Linked DNA regions of Mus musculus: region 2 is linked to region 1. Evidence: chromatin contacts called from public HiChIP or PLAC-seq data. All regions are on one chromosome and are shown on one strand. Each heading gives the region's core, a stretch centred on a gene start, on an enhancer-like site or on the middle of the called end of the contact. The rest is flanking DNA. Distances are from core to core; before and after follow the strand shown. Region 1 has its middle 40 kb from the start of Disp3. Region 2 overlaps Ubiad1 (UbiA prenyltransferase domain containing 1).

Region 1 (4,398 bases), core at 737-3,236:
TAACAAACATGCAACAGGCACTGCCTGGCACAGCACAGCGCTGTGCTCAGAGGAAAGTGGGGGGGGGGTGTCCCACCGCACCCCAGCCTGCCTGTCTCCATCTCCCGGGGATGCTGGCTCTCAGGCTCAGCCATGTGGACCTCAGACCTCCACCTCCCACCTTCTACCCCAGCTCCTCTCCCATTTAATCCTGCAATCCAGGTTGCTCCAGCTACAACACTCACAAGACCCCAGCCTGCTGCCAGCCTGGGGGCCCTGCTTAACGTATCTTCTTTCTCTTGTCCTTTTTTAACACAGCAAGCTATCTTCTTGTTCAGTATGTATATCCTGTCTCCAGCTATGAGACCAAGCAAGGCTTGGGGTTTGTCTATTTGGGTGACTCATGAATCACAAACTCTAGGCCTGAGGCCAGTCTGGCTAACCCCAACACTGTTCGGATGCAGTGGGCTCTAGCAGCTGAGGCCCTGCCTTGTCTAGCTGGAGTGACCTAACCATGCCCAGCTTGCTGTGGTGGTGCTGTCCCTGTTGGCCTGGAGTCAGACAGACTCATCATGAAACACCTGTCACCCAGTCCTGAATGACTCTGAGCAGTTACCAAGTCTCAGCCCACCTCGGTTTACTCATCCAGGAAATGGCACCTTCCCCTTAAGTGGGGGAGGACTCAGGGAACCATGCTCTTGCCAAGCTAACTTTGGACGTCACCTACACTCAGTGGGCACGGACTTTTCTTAGCACCTTTCCTAAAGGATATGGCATCACTGTGATGACACTTTGAGTGGTCCAAGTCACCACTGAGATCTCAGTCACCAGGTCAGTGGGTGGGGCTAAGCTACTGTGAAAGGTCAATTTATCAACTTTGGGCATGCCTGTGGGGAGGATTGTCACGTTAACTCATATAGGAAAACTGACCACTATGGGCGGCACCATTCCTTGACAGGGATCCTGGAGTGTGTGCTAATTGGCAGTAGTGTGCATTGCTTCCTTCAGATGTAACTGTGACCAGCTGGTGCAAGCCCCCGCTGCCTTGAACTGCGATCTAATATAAGTGCTGTCTTCCTTAAGTTGCTTTTCTCAGGGTATTTTATCACCACAACAGGAAGCGGAAATAAAGACAGTGACAGCTGAGTCATGTGACTGAGCCACGGAGACAGCTCAGCCAATTCAGGAGGCCCCAGCAATGTTTCCTCATGACATAACCCTGAGTTTCCCACAGTACACAGGATTTGCTTCCGGTTTATGTCACAGTGTACACACTTGAAATTGCTGTGGTACACATCAGTGGATCAGACAGTGGGTAGGATCACTGTAAAGAAGGCTGCGCTGGGGCACAGGCTTCCTGTTCCCGTGCACAGCAGAGCTGGCCAGGGAAATGGAAGGGGGTCTCCCAGCCTGAACCAACCTCAAAACTCAACTTAGGTCCCCAAAGAGATCAGGAAGTTGGAGTAGGATCAGGTTCCAGTAAAGGTATGCATGTTCAGACAAGACCATCCTTGGAGATTTCATGGACTAAGAGAGTTCGTGTCCGCAAGCAGCCGTGTAAGAGAAGCCGTCTCTCCAGGGTCCCATAAGCCCTTTAATGACTGGCCTTCTCTTCTGACTACAGCCATGAAGAGGGCAGGGTTCCCCCTCGGATCCCCTTGCAGAATCCTGTGGAGTCGAACTCTGTGTGTGTGTGTGTGTGTGTGTGTGTGTGTGTGTGTGTGTGTGTGTGTGTGTGTTTACTACCTCGGGAAGCCTGAGACTCTAATCAGCATCATTGGCTAATCAATGCCTTCATTTTTCGCCTCTAAGCGGCCAGGGAAGATGGTCATTAAATACTCTTGTAGTAATTCAACAAATCACCGCCTTTTACAGCGTCTGAGGGAGGCAACTCAAGGCGTGCACCCAGCCGCTCTGCTCGCTCGCTCCTTACAGATGTCTCCAGCTGCCTAGCGGATCTCCACAGCCGCTGGGAGGGGCACCGGCGTGCAGCAAGGCTGTGCGGGAAGCAGGGCAGCAGACCTCCTGCATGCCAGGAGGGTTTCCCGGGAAAGCACTTTGAAGGAGGGAGGTCTTAGGGGGAGTTGGGGGAGGACCAGCTCGGAACTGATGAATTAAACATTAGCCGGAGCTTTCTAAGCAGCTGCTACCAGAGAGGATGTTTAATTAATAAAAACACACTCCAGGGGAAGAGGGAGGCTCCAAAAACAAAATAACCAGTCAAGACAGGCAGATGCCCCCTCGCCCAGGGCCTGAGTGACATGGCCGCTCACACCTGACCTCAAGAAGTGGGGGTGAGGGGAGATGCCTCTTCTTGGCCTCAAAGTTCAGGTCTGGGCTAAGACTGTCCACCTCATGGGAACTCTGGGCCTGTACCAGAAGCCTATGGTTGATGCTGTCTTCATCTCTAGTTACTGTATGATCCTGGCAAAGTCATTTCCCACTTCTGGACCTTGGGTTCTTCTCCTACGGTTCCCAGGTGGGGTTCTAGGGAGCTACAGTGCTCCCTGGCAGTGTCTCAGAGAAACCTTGGGTAGACGACATGCAAGTTTTTGAGGTTCTGAGCCCCAACCCCCACTCGGACCAGAGCAACTCTGCTTTGCTTTCATCTGCAAATACACCGTGCTTCAAGTAAGATGTCCTTTGAAGAAAGAACACTGAGGATTTTTCTGAAAAAAAAAAAATGGAAACTAATGGCTTAGATGTTCTCTCCTGTCTCTTCAGGAGCCTGGGCCTCAAAGTGGAGCCATCCCAATTGGACAGTCAGCCAACATCAAGCAGGAGGAGACAGCTGGCCTGTACCAGCTGCCAGGGCCCTGAAAGAAATCTAAAGAAGTCCTAACTTATTTCCAGGAGCTTCCAGCCTGCTATGGCACATAGATGGCACACGCACCATTACTTCTGTTGTCCACAGCAGACATTACTAATCAATCATAGCCCTCTCTCCTCCAAAGATCATATTACACTCACATCCTTTCTCAGTCTGGCTGCAACCAATCAGTTGCAAGTTCTAAGATGCCCCTCCCCCATCAGTCATCTACTTTTCCTCTAACAAATAGAAGTTTACCAAGGTGCTATGGGTTGCAGGAGGGAGAATCTCACAAAGTGGGAAAAACAAACAAACAACCTGCTCTATAGAATGGAGAGAAAGAGGCAGGCAGGAGCTGCACCACTCTTTGAGAAGCAGCATCAAGAGATGTTTTGGTTTTGGTTTTTTTGTTTGGTTGGTTTTGGTTTTGGTTTTTTTGGTTGGTTTTGGTTTTGGTTTTGGTTTTGGTTTTGGTTTTGGTTTTGGTTTTGGTTTTGGTTTTGGTTTTGGTTTTGGTTTTGGTTTTAGTCCAGAATAGTAGAAGCCAGCAGAGGGGAGCCGCAAGCCTGTTGATGTGTGGATGCTGCTTCCACATGGGCTGCTTTAAACAAGATTTCCTTTTCTAGAAGGGAGTTGAGATCGGTGAGCCTGCCACGGAGACTATGCTCTTCTTCGGCCCTGGTCAAACACTGAGGAAGGTATTGTCTCTATGACCTTCTGGCCTTTATCCCTATCCTGGTTCCCTCTCTCAAGCGTCACGCTTCCCCTGCCTGTGTTCTGCCTCCTCGGTCCAGACAGCTCATCCATGCCAACCTATATCTATCTCAGCACTGGGGAGGCAGAGGCAGGCAGACTCTGAGTTCAAGGCCAGCCTGGTCTACAGAGTGAGTTCCAGGACAGCCAGGTGAAGGGAAGAACAAACCACTTCCCCGGCAGCAAATCCTAATGTTGTAACATATGGTCACACTGTGGGCTGAAGCCACCCATCCCTTCCCAGACGCCACCTGACAGCACCGGCCATCCCCATTCCTTCCTCCTGACCCATGCTGGCTACAGATCCCAAGAGGCCATGGCTTGATGACAAGGAGCCCATCCACATGCCACTCGCGATGATAAAAGAAGTGTCTGTCCATCTTCATAAGTCTGTTTGTTTGTTTGTTTGTTTGTTTGTTTGTTTGTTTGTTTTCTGAGCTAGAAAGGCACTTGTGTTTCATAGGGTTGAGCTTATGGACATGTGTCTGCTAGACTCAGTCAGCTGTCATCCGGAATGTTCTTAGTCAATGAATGAGAAATCATGCCTGGCACATGGGACCCCACGGACTAGCTGGGTGGGTGGGGCTTCTCGGACTGTCATTCACAATACATCTGTCACGGGGAAAAGCAGCTCACAGAAGTGGGCACGATGGAGCCCGTGTCGGCAGCCAGGAAGGGAGAAGGAAGTGGAGAAGTGGAGGCCCCGGTGTAATGGCAGAGAAAGGATCTCGGGAGCTGACTGCAATTCTTTCCTTGTGCTCATCCCTCGTCTTAACACTTGTCCCCGAGATTTATCCCTTAATCCACAAGAAGCCCTTAGGGGGCCAGGATAAAAATCCTCTAAATCCGTGAGCCCC
Region 2 (4,398 bases), core at 1,015-3,514, 110 kb after region 1:
CTCGTTCATAAGGATATATCGTCAAATGCCTAGCCAAGACGTAAGTGCACTCCATCTACTACATGCTCCTAATCCATCAGCACGGTGACCTAGCAGAAGAAAAACGTAAGCAGGGGAGGATAGAGGGAAATGAGGTTAACGTGGTCTGGCCAGCTGGCTCTCAGTGGTCCCTGACACCTTTCCTAATGGCCCCTCTCCTAGGTGGGGTTACCAATGCTGTGAGGAAACACCGCGTCCAAAGCAACTTAGTGAGGAAGAGAGTTCCTTGACTTATACTTCCTCATTGTTGTTTATCTTTGGGAAACAGGGCAGGACCTGGAGGCGGGAGCTGATGCAGACAGAGGCTGTGGAGGGCTGCTCTGCAGCTTACTGGCTTGCTTGCTCCTTGTGGCTTTCTCAGCCCAGGGCTGGCCCCGCCCACAATGGGCTGGGCCCTTCCGCATCAATCACCAACTTTAAAAGCTTCCCTATGGGCTTGCCTACAGCTCAGGCCTATGGGAGCATTTTCTCAATTGAGGCTCCCTTCTGGTGAGTCAAACTTATGGCAAGATGTCACAAAACCATCAACCCTGGTCAAACTGTTCCCAAATTCATCACTGGTAATGAGGTGACCTCTACCATATGGCACTTCTCCCTAAGTCCTGGTTAGTGCAATAACATGTTGCTTTGGAGACGAGGTCTCACTGTGTATCTCTAGCTGGCCTCACACTCCTGAGATCCACCAACCTGACTCCCAGTGCTGGAAATGAAAATCGTACACTACCATGCCTGGTACTCCCACAAGTCTCTGCACATTTCCAGTAAGAAAAGCAAGTGGAAAGCAAAGAAACAAAGCCACTGACATACGTTTTCTCTTATTTTAATTAGCAAATCTACAGGAAACCTTCATTGAATCAGGAGACATAATACAAATTATGGTGGTCTGTATACAAAATGTGGCACCAAATATGGCCTCTGGGGATGGTATATAAAAATAGGCATTTAAAATCTGCACCAGAGCTCAGTGTAGCAGCTGACACAGTTCTGATGAGGGTAGCCACGTGTCAGGCCCGCCTTATGAACAGTGAGAGTCATTGGTCCTCCAGGCTCTGGGTGACAACTATCAGCCCCAAGCTAGGGTCACAGGCAGGACACTCAAAAGCACCAGACGTACAAACCCAGCACGCTGGGGAGAACAGGAAAGAACATCCTGTTCCTAGGATTCTGGACCCTGATTCAAGCTCTGGGACTCTGGTAGACAAACCACCCTGACTACAGAGGAACTCTGGGCAATATTTAAATATGTTTTCCTAAGGAAGTGACCCAGTGCTAACTCAAGGTGGTTTTCTGCAGGCTAAGAGCCTGCAGCCCCCTTCAGGGCAGCTGATCAGAGTAAAGCACACTGGAGATGGTATGATCATCTCCATGCAAGATGTTATACTCAGAGAGGGTACAGAAGACAGCGAGACACCTCTGGTCCTTTGGGTGTGACCTCACTGAAGCCACATTCTGAACAAGGCATCAGAGCACAGAGAGATGAAGGACCCGTGCTCATAGTTCTTTCTCTGGCAGGGCCTCACATTCCAGCTGAGTGTGGCCAGGACTGCTGTCCACTGACTCATACATTCAGAAGGTCCCTGATTTGCCCATCTTGTGGCTCTGTGGAGAGGGGTAAGTGTCCTTGACTCATGTGTTGCTGTTGCCCACAGTCTGGCACTGGAAACAGACGGAGGGACAGAGATCCTGGGTAGGCAAGAGGAATACCAGGGGAGGCAGCTGGGAGGGGACAAAGCCCTTTGGGCTTTAAACGCCCATCCCACTGCCACTTCAGGTCCCAGAATCACTGCCTTCCTAGTGGAGTCTACAGAGGGAAGCAGCTCCCTCAGCCACCATGCCATGTTTTACTGAAAGCAGAGTGCTTTTCTCAGCCGCCCCAGGCTTAACTGTCTTGCTACAGGGTGATCTGACACTTTCCTCCACAGTGGCGAGGATCGAAGGGAGACATAAAGGACAGAAACATCTGAACCACCAACTACACAAAAAGCCAGGAGCACTCCTTGCTAATGAGGGCCCTTCTCTAGCAGGCAGCACATTCAGGGGACAAGCGCTCTGTATAAATGGGGCCTGGCACCAATTAGTACAATTTCCTACGTGCCAAGGTAACGGGTCAGTACCATGCCTAGTTACTATGGCTCTTTTGGGACACAGCTCCTTCACAAACTGTCAGGGCATTCTGTCTAGGACAAGGGGGAGATGGACTTTCCATCCTAAAGTGGCCTGATGACACCCTCTAGTGGAGATTATAAATAACACAGGAACGACACTAGAGTGGCTTCAGGGTTTCCCTGTAACATGGAACACAAATCACGAGCAGGTTATCTTTAGGAAGATAATCCCAACACACAAGTTCAGGAGTTTGCAGCCTATGCTGTGCACCCACCCTGGCCAGTGGCACCCCTTCTCAGTCTCTGGCTTCTGCACTGCCTGAGGAGGGGCTGTGCTGTGGTGGGAGTTGCTGGTCTCCTCAGAGTCTGGGCAGGCTGCCTGCTGGTGCCAGGATGATGCCAAAGACATAGAAAAGCCCCAGCAGGAGGTTGAGCTTGGCTGTCCTCTGGGGCAGCTTGTTGAAGGCCTGGCTGCGGAACTGCCTCTCAAGGGAGAAGGCCATGGGGATGGTGAGCAGGGGCAGTGCCAGGCTGATGCTGCAGTGCGTGGCCAGGATGGTAAAGATTAGGTAGGGCACAAAGAGCAGTGTGTTATAGAGGACATAGGAGAAGGTGGGCCCAATGAGGATGGCCAGCGTGACGATGCCAGCCTCTCGGTCAGATTCCATGTCCCTGGTGTTGTTGGAATGGAGAATGGCCTCCGTGCTGAGGGCCAGAGGGATGGCGTAGATTAGAGGGAAGATGGCCAGGGATCCCACCTGGACAGCGTAGGCAAACATCACAGCCAGCGGGCCGAAAGTGATGAGGATGACGAGGTCTCCCAGGGCCACATACTTGAATCCAATTCCTGCGGCCAGAAAAGCCAGAGAGGCGGTGTAAATCAAGGGCTGGTCCAAGAGAATACCATGTCTGAAGAGAGGCTACGAGGGTGAGCCGTCACTGGAGCACCCCCAAACGACCCAATGCAGACTCAGATTTCTGAGTCCAACTGCCAGGTACCCGCCAAGTTTGCCTTTTAGGATTTGTCCCAAAAAAAAGTTTCAGCCACACAGTGCCCAGAGCTCCGGGTACACAGAGATGAGAGGAGCCAAGAACATGCAAAAGGTTCTATGGTCCAGAGCATTGATTTCTTCTGCCCTTCTCCAGCCCTGCAAGGCAAAATGTACAGCTTGCCTCCTCTCCTGCCCGCCCCCCCTTCCCCACCGCCCCTGGGTCTTTTTTCTGTGTCTTTTTTCTGGTTTGAAAGACCCCAGTGAAACACCATGGCATTTCACAGCCTATAACTTCCATGGAAAGAAGCTGTCACCCACGTAAAGAGGAAAACAGTGGAAGTTACCATGCAGTGTACCCTCCGAGGGTCTCATCAGTCAAAACCAAATCACCCCTAGCGACCCTCTGCGCCAAAGCCTACCTAGTCCCTTCCTTTAGCACCCTCCCTCCAGCCCCAGTACTGTACCACATCTCACTGCCTTCCATCCAGGTCCAAATCAGGCTCATCTTACTCTGGAATACTGCCACACCCTCCTGGTGGCTTTTGATCTTGTAAGAACCTCTCACCCTATCCCAGCATCTTTAAAACTCCGGGTTTACCTTTTCTCCCAACACACACTCAAACTGTCAACAACCCTATGTCTTTGGATTCAAAGTCCCAGCATCTGGCTTGTCATAGCTGGCTCCCCAGTACTTGGCCCTGGGGCTGACCTGAACACAGAGCCACAGTAACAAACACTTCTAACTCAAGAGTACTTCCCACTCAGACTGGAACAGGTAAAGCCATGTGCAGTGGTGGGAGCTGGCCAAAGACATGATCTTTCAAACTTTGGTTGCTACAGAAACCTGTGAAGTCTTTGAATCTAAGGATGCTATAATGCTTAGCTTCAGGATATCTGATCACATTTTAACCAGTCTAAAATGACAGGTGACAATGGTCTTCAGGAGATCTAAAAAACACAAGAACCAAGGACTAAAGTATGGCCAACCTCACCTCTCACCTTGGTGAGACACCTTGGTGTCTGCTGGCACCAAATAAGAGCCCCTGGTTTTTTATTTGAATGCAGCATCCCTACAAGGCAGGACTGACATGCCTCCTCAGCTCCCCAGCACCAGGAAGCGCCCTGAACTAGGGAGCACATGGTCCCTGCATCCTCCCAGGCCAGGCTAGCACGATGCTCCTCTATTCTCACACTCATCGACCTATACACCATGACAGGGCTCTGCTTAGGGAAGAATTAACCTCTAGCTGGATGCTCCAGAG

What was found. HiChIP or PLAC-seq counts read pairs in DNA pulled down with a chosen protein or histone mark.
Region 2: a contact with region 1 is called in an H3K4me3 HiChIP or PLAC-seq map of forebrain, with 3 times the contacts expected there. The contact joins two enhancer-like sites. A contact is called at or near these places in 7 of 39 promoter capture datasets (the C10 cell line, the HPC-7 cell line, cranial neural crest and 2 more), 10 of 484 Hi-C or Micro-C datasets (the 63-12 cell line, the N1E-115 cell line, cerebral cortex and 6 more), 8 of 115 datasets of contacts at active chromatin or transcription factors (astrocytes, embryonic forebrain, embryonic midbrain and 4 more) and 4 of 9 other capture datasets (adipose tissue, embryonic stem cells, embryonic tail and 1 more).

Annotation. Positions count from the first base shown.
Region 1 is chr4:148,325,500-148,329,897 of GRCm38.p6, forward strand. No RefSeq gene overlaps it. Among named protein-coding and RNA genes, the nearest start is that of Disp3, 40 kb to the left of the region's middle. Within about 2 kb of position 1,987, at least 55 of the 459 cell types and tissues checked have an H3K27ac peak or open chromatin away from gene starts, as enhancers often do. A contact at or near this core is called in cerebral cortex, cortical neurons, forebrain and 1 more, where this site is marked.
Region 2 is chr4:148,433,652-148,438,049 of GRCm38.p6, forward strand. It overlaps Ubiad1 (UbiA prenyltransferase domain containing 1), which reads right to left. Exons shown (of 2, transcript NM_027873.3): 2 at 844-2,991. The coding sequence ends at 2,504. Among named protein-coding and RNA genes, the nearest start is that of Ubiad1, 8.9 kb to the right of the region's middle. Within about 2 kb of position 2,265, at least 44 of the 459 cell types and tissues checked have an H3K27ac peak or open chromatin away from gene starts, as enhancers often do. A contact at or near this core is called in cerebral cortex, cortical neurons, forebrain and 1 more, where this site is marked.